Regions from separate parts of the Pan troglodytes genome. Here region 2 is linked to region 1. The links are chromatin contacts, called in public Hi-C maps. All regions are on one chromosome and are shown on one strand. Each heading gives the region's core, a stretch centred on a gene start, on an enhancer-like site or on the middle of the called end of the contact. The rest is flanking DNA. Distances are from core to core; before and after follow the strand shown.

What was found. Hi-C and Micro-C count contacts between places; a contact is called where the count stands out from the background.
Region 2: a contact with region 1 is called in a Hi-C map of stem cell-derived neural progenitor cells, with 4 times the contacts expected there. The contact joins the enhancer-like site here to the promoter of SOX1 in region 1. A contact is called at or near these places in 1 of 7 Hi-C or Micro-C datasets (stem cell-derived neural progenitor cells) and 1 of 1 datasets of contacts at active chromatin or transcription factors (stem cell-derived excitatory neurons).

The regions. Positions count from the first base shown.
Region 1 is chr14:117,700,192-117,706,200 of NHGRI_mPanTro3-v2.0_pri, forward strand. It overlaps SOX1 (SRY-box transcription factor 1), which reads left to right and starts at 2,132. Exons shown (of 1, transcript XM_016925566.3): 1 at 2,132-6,009. The coding sequence starts at 2,887. The coding sequence ends at 4,056. All of the region lies in intron 2 of LOC107967993, which reads left to right.
Region 2 is chr14:118,217,273-118,223,281 of NHGRI_mPanTro3-v2.0_pri, forward strand. No RefSeq gene overlaps it. Among named protein-coding and RNA genes, the nearest start is that of TUBGCP3, 18 kb to the left of the region's middle. Within about 2 kb of position 3,734, at least 18 of the 24 cell types and tissues checked have an H3K27ac peak or open chromatin away from gene starts, as enhancers often do. A contact at or near this core is called in stem cell-derived excitatory neurons and stem cell-derived neural progenitor cells, where this site is marked.

The DNA of each region.
Region 1 (6,009 bases), core at 882-3,381:
TAAATTGCTCCATTGATATGGAAAATAATGTGCCAAGCCTGATTCATACAAAGCATTTTCAGGGAGTCTTAAGCTATTTAGTTTAAACTCTAAATTGAAAAGCAGAGGAAAGAAATCTTTCAACTGCTAAGTGGATAATATAGTTTATAATTTGTAAACCATTTCCTTTATTTCAGTCTTGCTGACTTTCCATAACACACTGGATCTCACTGCACACCCATTGCCTCCTAAATTATCAAAGAAAAAAATGGGGCTATAGCATTCCCAAACAATATTATTGCTCCTTTTTTGTTCATTCACAATGTAACTGATATTTGTAGGTAGTGCATGTAACAAATCAAAAGATTTAACAAACTCGACTGGTGAAATAAGAAGGTAGTTGGAAGCCCAGTTTATAACCTAGATATTTAGTGAAAAAATAAATATAAAATGATGTTCCCTTTCTAATATAATTATATATTACTTGATGGATTTACTAGTAAATGCTGAATGGCCTGGAATGAAAGCAGTTTAATCTGCAGAGAGATCAATTTGCTGTTGCACTTCACACTGTAGCAACCCTGCAATAATAAAACAAACCCTACAGTAATAATCATAGCAATTGAGAGGAAATAAAGCATTATTCTTTTACCTTGGACAAGCAACAGGGTCAAGAAATTCATAACCTCAGAAGTTTTTTTAAGAGGAAAAAAAAGGTGTCACGTGTTCGCTGCCCAACAGACTCAAACATCCTATTACTCCTATTACCGTTATCATCTTTACTGAATATTCCTACTACAAGACAGGCAGACATGTGACATGCGGTGAAGGTTCTACTTTACCCACTACCAATCTCCACAAGCACTCTCATCTCAGGGTGCCTCGGGGAGGACAGAGGAGGAATACTTGGGCTCAAAAGTCGTCTTTGGACCACTTTCAGATCAGTCTGGTGGAAACGGTAGTGTGAGCGCTATGCTACTTGAGACTGGGTTTGAAAATCTCTTTCGCGTTCCCAAATCAAAGCCACTTTGAGGTTTAAGAATGATAACCACAGGTGAATGCCTTACTCTTTCCACGAGCCCGGCCTTTCCTTTGCATGACGCAGACCGGCGGCAGAGACCCGTCCTGAGGCCCCGCCTTTCATTCGGTTTATGTGGCCCCGCGCAGTTCACGCAGTTTTCTCCGTTCTTAGCCAACCAGCTCGTGGGAAATTCACTCCAGAAAAGCGTGCGCCATATCATTATTTTGCGATTCAACAAACTTTTTCAACGGTTGTTCAGGAACTAGATTCCAGATAGATCTTGTCGTGTTTGGCCTTCCTAGAAATTCCTTTTCCAGAGGAAGAAGATCCGGGTTGGGAAGAGTGCGTGACTATGGCCCCGGGCTCATTGAAAGACTCCTCCCCACAAAAGTTTAGGGCTGATACTAAACGAAGCTATGGAGCCATGCCCACACAAATACTCCCCCTTTACCCGAATTGTGGGGCCTGGACTGTGAAGGCCTTCGCTGCAAGAGCGGGCACTAGCGAACTTCAGTGCACGCCGCGGCCGAGAATGGATGCGGGGCGGGGGATGGCTGAGCCGCCTGATCCTTGCAGAGAACCTGCAGGGGCCCTCGGAGGGTATCCCCTGCGTCCAAGGGAGCGCCCCTCCTTTTCAGCACTCGGGGGAACTGAGGGCGACGTGCCAGCCCCGCACTCAACTTTCCCCTTCCCTGCAGGCACAGAGTTGGCCGGCGGGGGCAGAGGAGGAGCTGGGTCTCCACTGCGCCCGTTTAAACCTGGCCAGGGGCTGCGTTTCCTCCCCCCACCCCACGAGATCCTTTCTTAGTCTTCGCTTTTCAACCCAATCGTTAATCATTCGGAACGCGCGGGCGGGGAGCAGCGAGGAGGGCGAGCTCGGGGTTCGCCGCCGCCGCCGCCGCGCGCGCGCGCGCTCAGGAAGCGGTGTGGCTGTCACCCCCTCCCGGGCCTCCTCCCCCCTCCTTCCTGCTTTGCTCCCCCTCCTTCCTCCCCTCCTCCCCGCTCCGCCGCCCGCGCCCAGTGTATCTACTCCCTCCCCACGTCACTCGCCAGCGCGCCATGCAAATCACCGCCGCCGCCGGCTCCCATTGGCCGCGGCGCGCTCATTTAACGGCAGCCCGGGCCCGGCGTATGGCTGCTGGGCCCCGCGCGCCGCCGGCCCCGCGTGCGCCTCCGCTCCGAGCGCACGGCCCCGGGCAGGCAGCGGGCAGCCTATCCCGGGCTCGGCGGCCCCGGCTCTCCGGCCCTCTCCGCGAGCCCGCGCTCCTTCCGCTGTCCCCGGGCCCCTCCCTGGCTGCACCGTAATCGCCCCCTCCAGGCCCCCCTGCGCCTCCCCCCAACCACTGGCGCCTGGCTTCCCCCGGGCACCTGGGACCAGCACATGCCCAGCGCACGCGGCGCGCCGCCCTGCTAGAAGTTGCAGCCTCCGAGTTGGAGGCCGCTGAGGACCGAGCGCAGGAGGAAGGAGACAGCGCGCAGCGGCGGCCGGCGAGGAGACAGCACACCCCGGGCCGGGCCCAGCGCACCGCTCCCGGCCCCAAAAGCGGAGCTGCAACTTGGCCACGACTGCACCTGTTTGCACCGCTCCGCCGAGGGCGCCTGGGCTGCGGTGGCGGCGAAGACGGCGACCCCGACCGTCGGCCTCTTTGGCAAGTGGTTTGTGCATCAGGAGAAACTTTCCACCTACGAGCCGAACCGGCGCCGAGTGCGTGTGTTTCTGCCTCTTTTTGTTGTCGTTGCCTCCACCCCTCCCCATTCTTCTCTCCGCTAGGACCCCCCCGCCCCCGTCTCACTCCGTCTGAATTCCTCTCCGTCTCCCTCCCACCCCGGCCGTCTATGCTCCAGGCCCTCTCCTCGCGGTGCCGGTGAACCCGCCAGCCGCCCCGATGTACAGCATGATGATGGAGACCGACCTGCACTCGCCCGGCGGCGCCCAGGCCCCCACGAACCTCTCGGGCCCCGCCGGGGCGGGCGGCGGCGGGGGCGGAGGCGGGGGCGGCGGCGGGGGCGCCAAGGCCAACCAGGACCGGGTCAAGCGGCCCATGAACGCCTTCATGGTGTGGTCCCGCGGGCAGCGGCGCAAGATGGCCCAAGAGAACCCCAAGATGCACAACTCCGAGATCAGCAAGCGCCTGGGGGCCGAATGGAAGGTCATGTCCGAGGCCGAGAAGCGGCCGTTCATCGACGAGGCCAAGCGGCTGCGCGCGCTGCACATGAAGGAGCACCCGGATTACAAGTACCGGCCGCGCCGCAAGACCAAGACGCTGCTCAAGAAGGACAAGTACTCGCTGGCCGGCGGGCTCCTGGCGGCCGGCGCGGGTGGCGGCGGCGCGGCTGTGGCCATGGGCGTGGGCGTGGGCGTGGGCGCGGCGGCCGTGGGCCAGCGCCTGGAGAGCCCAGGCGGCGCGGCGGGCGGCGGCTACGCGCACGTCAACGGCTGGGCCAACGGCGCCTACCCCGGCTCGGTGGCGGCGGCGGCGGCGGCCGCGGCCATGATGCAGGAGGCGCAGCTGGCCTACGGGCAGCACCCGGGCGCGGGCGGCGCGCACCCGCACGCGCACCCCGCGCACCCGCACCCGCACCACCCGCACGCGCACCCGCACAACCCGCAGCCCATGCACCGCTACGACATGGGCGCGCTGCAGTACAGTCCCATCTCCAACTCGCAGGGCTACATGAGCGCGTCGCCCTCGGGCTACGGCGGCCTCCCCTACGGCGCCGCGGCCGCTGCCGCCGCCGCTGCGGGCGGCGCGCACCAGAACTCGGCCGTGGCGGCGGCGGCGGCGGCGGCGGCCGCGTCGTCTGGCGCCCTGGGCGCGCTGGGCTCTCTGGTGAAGTCGGAGCCGAGCGGCAGCCCGCCCGCCCCAGCGCACTCGCGGGCGCCGTGCCCCGGGGACCTGCGCGAGATGATCAGCATGTACTTGCCCGCCGGCGAGGGGGGCGACCCGGCGGCGGCAGCAGCGGCCGCGGCGCAGAGCCGGCTGCACTCGCTGCCGCAGCACTACCAGGGCGCGGGCGCGGGCGTGAACGGCACGGTGCCCCTGACGCACATCTAGCGCCTTCGGGACGCCGGGGACTCTGCGGCGGCGACCCAGGAGCTCGCGGCCCGCGCCCGGCTCCCACCCCGCCCCGGCACGGCCTGGCTTTTGTACAGACGTTCCCACATTCTTGTCAAAAGGAAAATACTGGAGACGAACGCCGGGTGACGCGTGTCCCCCACTCACCTTCCCCGGAGACCCTGGCGACCGCCGGGCGCTGACACCAGACTTGGGTTTTAGACTGAACTTCGGTGTTTTCTTGAGACTTTTTGTACAGTATTTATCACCTACGGAGGAGGCGGAAAGCGTTTTCTTTGCTCGAGGGGACAAAAAAGTCAAAACGAGGCGAGAGGCGAAGCCCACTTTTGTATACCGGCCGGCGCGCTCACTTTCCCCCGCGTTGCTTCCGGACGGCGCCGACCGCCGGAGCCCAAGTGACGCGGAGCTCGTCGCATTCGTTATAAATGTAGTAAGGCAGGTCCAAGCACTTACAAGTTTTTTGTAGTTGTTACCGCTCTTTTGGGTTGGTTTGTTAATTTATACAGAGATTACCACCACCACCCCCTCCTTCAGACGGCGGAGTTATATTCTGGGTTTTGTAAAACTTTCTGTATCTGAGCATTTCCATTTTTTTTTTGGTTTTGTATTATTTCTTGTAAATGCATTGTGAAAAATTTTATTTTCGGCGTTGCAATGCGGGGAGGAGAAGTCAGATTATGTACATAGTTTCCTAAAAAGCCTTTCTTCTAAAAACGAAAAAAGACCCCCCACCCAAAATGTTTCGAGTCAACAAATTTAAGAGACAGAGCCCATTTTCTCCATAAATTTGTAACATGCTATTTTTATGTGCATGTTTTATGAGTTCAAAATGCAATGAGGAAATCTGACAGGGAAATTATCTGTATGAACTAAAAGTAAGGGAACCCCGGGGAATGGGAGGACAGGATTTTCAAGGAACCTTTTTCAATGAAAGAGAAGGAAGTTAAAACCTATAGGTTATTTTGTAGAGCTGAGTGTTAATACGGGCCGAGAAATAAAAGTATCTTCTGCTCCGGCTGTTTCACTGCGGACGGCTGGGGCTGCTGCGCGTTACCTTGCTGCAAGCGGGGCGCCTTCCACCTGGCTGGGGGTCTGCGCCACAGTTTGGTCCAGAGGAGGGAGGAGGAAGGGAAGACCCCAGTGGTGGGACCCTGGACCAGGCCATGGATGAAGGACAAAGACCAGGGCAGGTCACGGGTTTCCCAATTCCCCAGCAATTAAGATTTCGAGCAGAATTTATCTAAATGTGTTTCAAGGAAACACAATCGCTGAACCAAAACGTACTGCAGCCGAGCCCCCTCCGTCCATCCTCTGCCCCTCCCCCTGGCTTCTTTCTCTTGGGAAAACGGGCAAAATAATTGTGCTGGATTCTCACACACACAGAAATATCGACCATCACCCTCCCCCGCGTGAACTGGGATGCAAGTTGCTAACCGATGTGAACGCAAAATGCCTTGTTCATTATTCCTGACGAGATCTTGAGGTTGTTTGATGCTTTAAATTTTTTAATTATATTATTTTCTAGGTGTTTATTGGTACATTGCAGTTTTTTTTGAAATTTAAAATTTTCTGTAAAACTTTGTCTTCAAGTAATCTGACAGCATTAAATATTGCATTTAAAAATTATACTGTAGCAAATACATTTAAAAATTAATCACAACGTTAAGATGAAATTATATTTTTTGAAAAAAAAAAACACTTGAAGCCCAGATGGAAATACGTTGATTTCAGCAGCCTTAGGTTTCCCTTCGCTTTCTCAACACCCTTCCTTGTCCTGGAGTATGGACTGTCCGTCCAAAAGTGAGCCTATGCTATAAGTTTAATGAGAACCGAATTCAGCCTGCATTCGAGAATAGCTTTAAGTATAATGCTGATCTGACAATTGACGTGTAATTTTGGGAAGTCATTTTGATAATTTTGCTTAAACCACTC
Region 2 (6,009 bases), core at 2,484-4,983, 520 kb after region 1:
ATTTTTAAAGATACAGCTGGAATTTACAGATGAGTCTGTATAATTTGAGGCAGACACTCAAAACCAAGAAACTCCCCCATCATGTGTTTTACACATTAACGGTTTTATTTTGCACAAATTATATTTCTACACAATGGCCCAGCTCACATTTATTTAGTGTATAATGTGACTATAAGATTACCATGTAAATATTCCCAAAGCAAGACCTGCATTATAGTCTGGTGTGCAAAGTCGGTTTTCTGTTAAAAAGCAGCTGATTTAATAAAGCACAGAAAGAGCTTGAGGCCGAAGACTGGGGTTGGGTGGCTCTACTACTGATGAGAAGAAATCATTTTACTTCCTCGCGCCTGCATTCTCAGCTAAGAGACACAAACTGTAGTATTTTATCAATTTTGGATTCTTATTGAAAGAACCAAATGGATCGCATCCGATAAAGTTTGACCTTGCCTTCCGATTCTCCTCCAGGCTTCTCCATCCATGATCACAGATTTGCATACAAGAAGAACCACGAAGTTATCTTTGCAGTTTCCCAGCCTATCTTTGTATTAAAAGTTCCAGAATTTACTCCACCTAAAACTGGGCAAGTCTTTGCTCTTTCCTAATGATTTTATTTAACTACTAAATCTCTAATATTTGGTAGATTTTGTTTTTTTAAAACTTAGAAGATATGAAGAATTCCATATAACGATCCTAAATGTGCTAGGTGTGGTGGCTCACGCCTGTAATCCCAGTGCTTTGGGAGACTGAGGTGGGCAGATCACAAGGTCAGGAGATCGAGACCATCCTGGCCAACACGGTGAAACCTTGTCTCTACTAAAAATACAAAAGAAATTAGCCGGGCATGGTGGCATGCGCCTGTAGTCCCAGTTACTTGCGAGGCTGTGGCAGGAGAATTGCTTGAACCCGGAAGGCAGAGGTTGCAGTGAGCCGAGATCGCACCATGGCACCCAGCCTGGGCAACATGAGTGAAACTCCATCTCAAAAAAAAAAATCCTAAATGTTAGTAACAGTCACAAATTTATCATGCCTAGCATTTTTATCTCGGCTTATGGAATGGGGCCAAAGCTAACATACACAGAGTGAAAGGAAAGCAGAGAAGGAGGAAGGGAGAAGAGGGCAGAGGGAGGATGGAGGGAGAGAGGCTGTTCTGCTCTCTTGATTGATATCGATAATTGCTTTCTGCTTTCTTCATCCCAAATTGGTGCTCTTAACTCTCCTATTCTAGAACCAAGAGCTAGAACAGAGACTTAACACTGCCCACTTCCTCTGTTCAAATGTAGTCCTCCCTGGGGTCCTATAGCAGTTTTCCAGTCAAAAAATGTGTTAATGATGAACTCATAGAATCACTATTTCCAGTGAGAAAACAATCCAGTCAAATTCAAATGCTTTGCTCTCATTTGACCTACCAGTCTCTTATTAGGTTTCATTCCAGATCTTTAGAGTCTTGTATTATGGCTTTTTGTTTTCAATTCATGCATTATTTTTATATTTCCAAGGTTTTCTTTGGGTATCTTTTAGTTTGAGAAACTATCTTCAAATATTCACCAACACACTTGATTGTTTTGTTGTTGAGACAGGGTCTCACTCTGTCATCCAGGCTGGAGTGCACTGGTGTCATCACAGCTCACTGCAGCATTGACCTCCCAGACTCGAGTAATCCTCCCACCTCAGCCTCCTGAGTAGCTGGGACTACAGGCATATGCCACCATACCCAGCGCATGTTTTAATTTTTTGTAGAGATGAGGTCTTGACATGTTGCCTAGACTGGTCTTGAACTCCTGGGCTCAAGCAACCCACCCACCTCAGACTCCCAAAGTGCTGTAATTACAGAAGTGAGCTACCATGCCTGGCCCAAATTTATTTTTATTTCATTGGCAAAAATAAGTTTTTTCCTGCTCCTAATAAATGTGCATTGAAAAATTTGGAAACCACAAAAAATACCTAAAGGATAAAAGTCAGGAGACAGCCCTGGTAATGGGTTAGTGCTGTCCGCCCAGTCTCTCTCCACCGCGTGTGTGCATACACTTGTGATTGCACTACACATGATATTTTATAACCTCCCTTTTCACTCAATATCATATCTCATATTTTTCTATGTCATCAAAAAGGCTAACCCTTGGCTATTAAGGGCCTCCTAATACCCCATCACATGGATGTGCTGCTCTTTATGGGATTAATTTCCCTCTTCAAACATGACATCTGGCTTGTCTTTACATTTTTAAATTCTTCACTATTACATATAAGAAAGTAAAAGCCATTCTAAAAGCAGCTTGGGGCCGGGCACGGTGGCTTATGCCTGTAATCCCAGCACTTTGGAAGGCCGAGGCGGGCAGATCACTTAAGGTCAGGAGTTTGAGACCAGCCTAGCCAACATGGTGAAACCCCGTTTCTACTAAAAATAAAAAAAAATTAGCCGGGCCTGGTGGCAGGCACCTGTAATCCCAGCTACTCAGGAGGCTGAGGCAGGAGAATCACTTGAACCCGGGAGGCGGAGGCTGCAGTGAGCCAAGATCGCACCACTGCACTCCAGCCTGGGTGACAGAGCGAGACTGTCTTAAATGATAATGATAATAATAATAATAATAACAACAGCTTGGGACCCAAACCATTGGCTGAAGCCCATCTGTAAAGTCATGAATTTGGAGTAGACAATCACACAGGCTCTTTATCCCAACCTTTCCATGGAGCTCAGGCTGTCAGCCACCTCTTCAGAAGTCGGAATGCCTGGAGAGCCCTTAGTCCACGTGTCGGCTGCGCCTCCGTCTTCTGCCTCCACTCTGTCCTCCACCATTTGACCAGGCAGTGCTGGGAAGCAAGGAGGGGACCAGGCTGGAGCCTTAAGTCCTGGCGCAGCTGTCGACTGTCAGTGCGGCCACTGCAAAGCGATGGAAATGTCCCAGAGTGGGGCAGCTGGTCGGTAAGACGATGTCACAGATGCCTGGGAAGAGGAATGCACTGGATAAAACGCTGCCTCACTGAACTCTTATTCACAGCCCTGAGCATCCGCCTTTGATTATATTCATAGCCTTGAGGAAGAGCTAGAGATGAGGCATCTTTCCTCACGGAACAGCCGACACAGATATTACAGCCTGGCTTTGGGCTTCAGGAGACGGGCTCAGAGACATCAAGTGCTCTGCCCAAGATCACACAGCAGTGAGTGGCTGAGCAGAGGCCAGACCCCTCCCGCAGCCACTTTCTAATGGCGGCTACAATCACCAAGAGGGACTGAATTTCAAAGCCTCTATTTAAACAATGATGAGCTACAAAATGCATTCTTACTTCTTAGGTCAACACTTTACTAATAAATTAGGAGATTAAAAAGTCGATATAAAATGTATAAAAAATCTTCACCAGATGACTTCCGCCGTGTCAGGAAGCTGCTATTTCTGTTACGTTTTACTGTTCTCTTCCCCAAATCCCTGGCGTGTTGCCTGGAAATTCGCGATTGTCTGTAACTCTTCATCTAGCTCCTAGGATTTCGTTTGAAATTCCTGCCACGGTCAGAAACATTTTGGAAGACAGCATTTGAACATCGGATGCAGAAGAAACGCACTCCCGGTTACCAGCAAGATCGCTGTGTGGAATGAGGCACTTGAGAAAATCTACATTTGGCTCTGAATTTTCTCAACTTCTTTCCCTCCTCCAGGGAAACAGAAGCGCGGAAAGGCGCCCTCTCCTTCCCTCCGTCTGAGGCTCTCGCCCGCCAGGCCCTTCCCGACTCCGCCCAGGCCACGGGCTGCCCCACCCACACCGGCAGCCTGAGGGGAAGCGGCGGCACCGCCCGCGCGGGTCCGGCCCTGAGGCGGCCTGGTGCTGCCCCCTGCCGTCCAGCGGGAATCGCAACCGATCTCAGAGACTGAATCTAAGAATAACTGTCAGATCATCAGGAGGGTTCTCCTAGTTCCACAAATGAGTCTATTTGATCGTGGCCCACAATCTTTGCCTGACTGAAAAAGGCGGTTTTCAGAATGCGGACGAGCTCGTTCCACCCTGCACGAGCAAGAGAACGTTGGAGGCTGCAAGGTGCCCTGCAAAGCCCTTCAGAAAGTCCTGGTGAAATCCCAGTGCCAGAGACGACTCCGAGCGAGATACTGCTTTGGACTTCCGTGTTCCAATCCTCAAAGTAGATTTCACTTGCAGGATTTTGAGAGGTTTAAAAAATACCTGGCAGGCATCTAAAAATGGCAGCAGTAAAAGAGGGTATGGAATTTTTATTTGTAGATTTCAATAAATGAACTTTTTCAAGATTACATGAATAAGATCAATAGAGAGATTCACTTTAGCATACTGAGTCTGTTTTTAAATGAACCTTAATTTAGCATTATACATATGTCAGGATTGCATTATTTTATATATTAAAACTAATCCAAGATGAATGGGAAAATAGAGAATCTAAATTTATCCAATTATTTCAATAGTAGTACTTAATAAAGCTCCGGCTGTAGAGATTTATTGATTCGGCAAACAGAGATGGTCTCATCTCCACAGCACAAGAAACCCTGTGCATCACAAATGAGTTTCACGGGTATAAAGTAAAATTTCTAGTAGCTGTTTTTTAAAAGTGTAAAATTAATTAATTAAGATTGTTTTATCTTGTATCTTACTTTGCAACCAGTAACATTGTGGCTTCAGAGCCACAAGTCCTAAATTTGAATCCAAGGCTGGCCTCTAGGCAAACACCTCTCAGATGCTAGATGGTGCCTTTGAAATAAGCATGTGTTATATAACCCAGTGTGCACAGAGGCCTCATGCCCACAAACTATTGCTACCTGGGAATGTCAGATAGTCCTGCCTGCCACTGTCACCCCTGAACTGTATGACTTGTTTCTTCTCCTATGGCCTTGACTCTTGGTTCTTGACTCTGGTATTCACTTGGCCCTGGTGTCATCCATACTAACATGTTGTATATAAGATGCATGTGTACAGTGAGTTTTTATTTTTCTAATTACGAAATGAGTAGATGCTTATTAAAAAATTGCACCTTGCTGAAATCTGAACTAGACCAGATTAGCCTTGCAAGGCTCTGAAAACCAAATTGTTACTGGAATTACAGTTCACAAAAATAGGCCAGGTCCTATACACTGAACCTAAACAAAGCTACTGTCTGTTAAAAATCAGAAACTTAAATAGGATCAAGAATCTTGGCATAATATTAAAAGTGTGCAGGATACAAGCAAATATTGCTTGTCACAACAAGAAGCAGGAGAAACACAACTTGAATAAGAAAAGACAATCAGCTGACACCACAGTAAAGTAAATCAGATGGTGGAGTTATAAGATGCTCAAAGCAGCCACAACAATGCTTCAACAAACAATTATGAACTCAGTTGAAATAAATGAACAAATAGGAAACTTAGCAAAAACGAGAAATTATTTTAAAAGGACCAAGTAGAAATTATAGAACTGAAAAGTAAAATAACAGAAATGAAAACATGCTAAATGAGCTTAATAGCAGAATGGAGACGAAAGAGGTTAGAACCAGTGAACGTGAAGACTGAGCAATAACATTTACACTCTGAACAACAGAAAGAAGATGGACTAAAAAAAATGAACAGAGCCTCAGGGTCTATAGGGCAGTAAGAAAAGATCTAACATTCACAGCATTAGAGTCCCATAGGAAAGGAGAGTGTGGGGCTGAAAAGAAATTATATCTGAAAACTTTCCAGATTTGGCAAAAGACATAAATCTACAGATTCAGGAAACTGAGAGAATGCCAGTTAGGATAAACCCCCCACAAATTCACACCAAGTCACATCAGAATAAAACCTTTTCAAAGACAAAGAAGCAAGCTTAGAAATCTGAAACCATGGAGTCCAGGAGGAAAAGACTGTCGGCTGCAAATCCGAGACCTGGCAAAATGAGTCTTCAGGAGTAAAAGGGAAATAAAGACATTCTCAGACAAACGAAAACTAACAGAAATGGGCTGAAAGAAACCTGCTGAACAGAAAGAAAATGTTAAAAGAAGACCAAAAATTGACTGGGCACAGTGGCTCACACCTGTAATCCCAG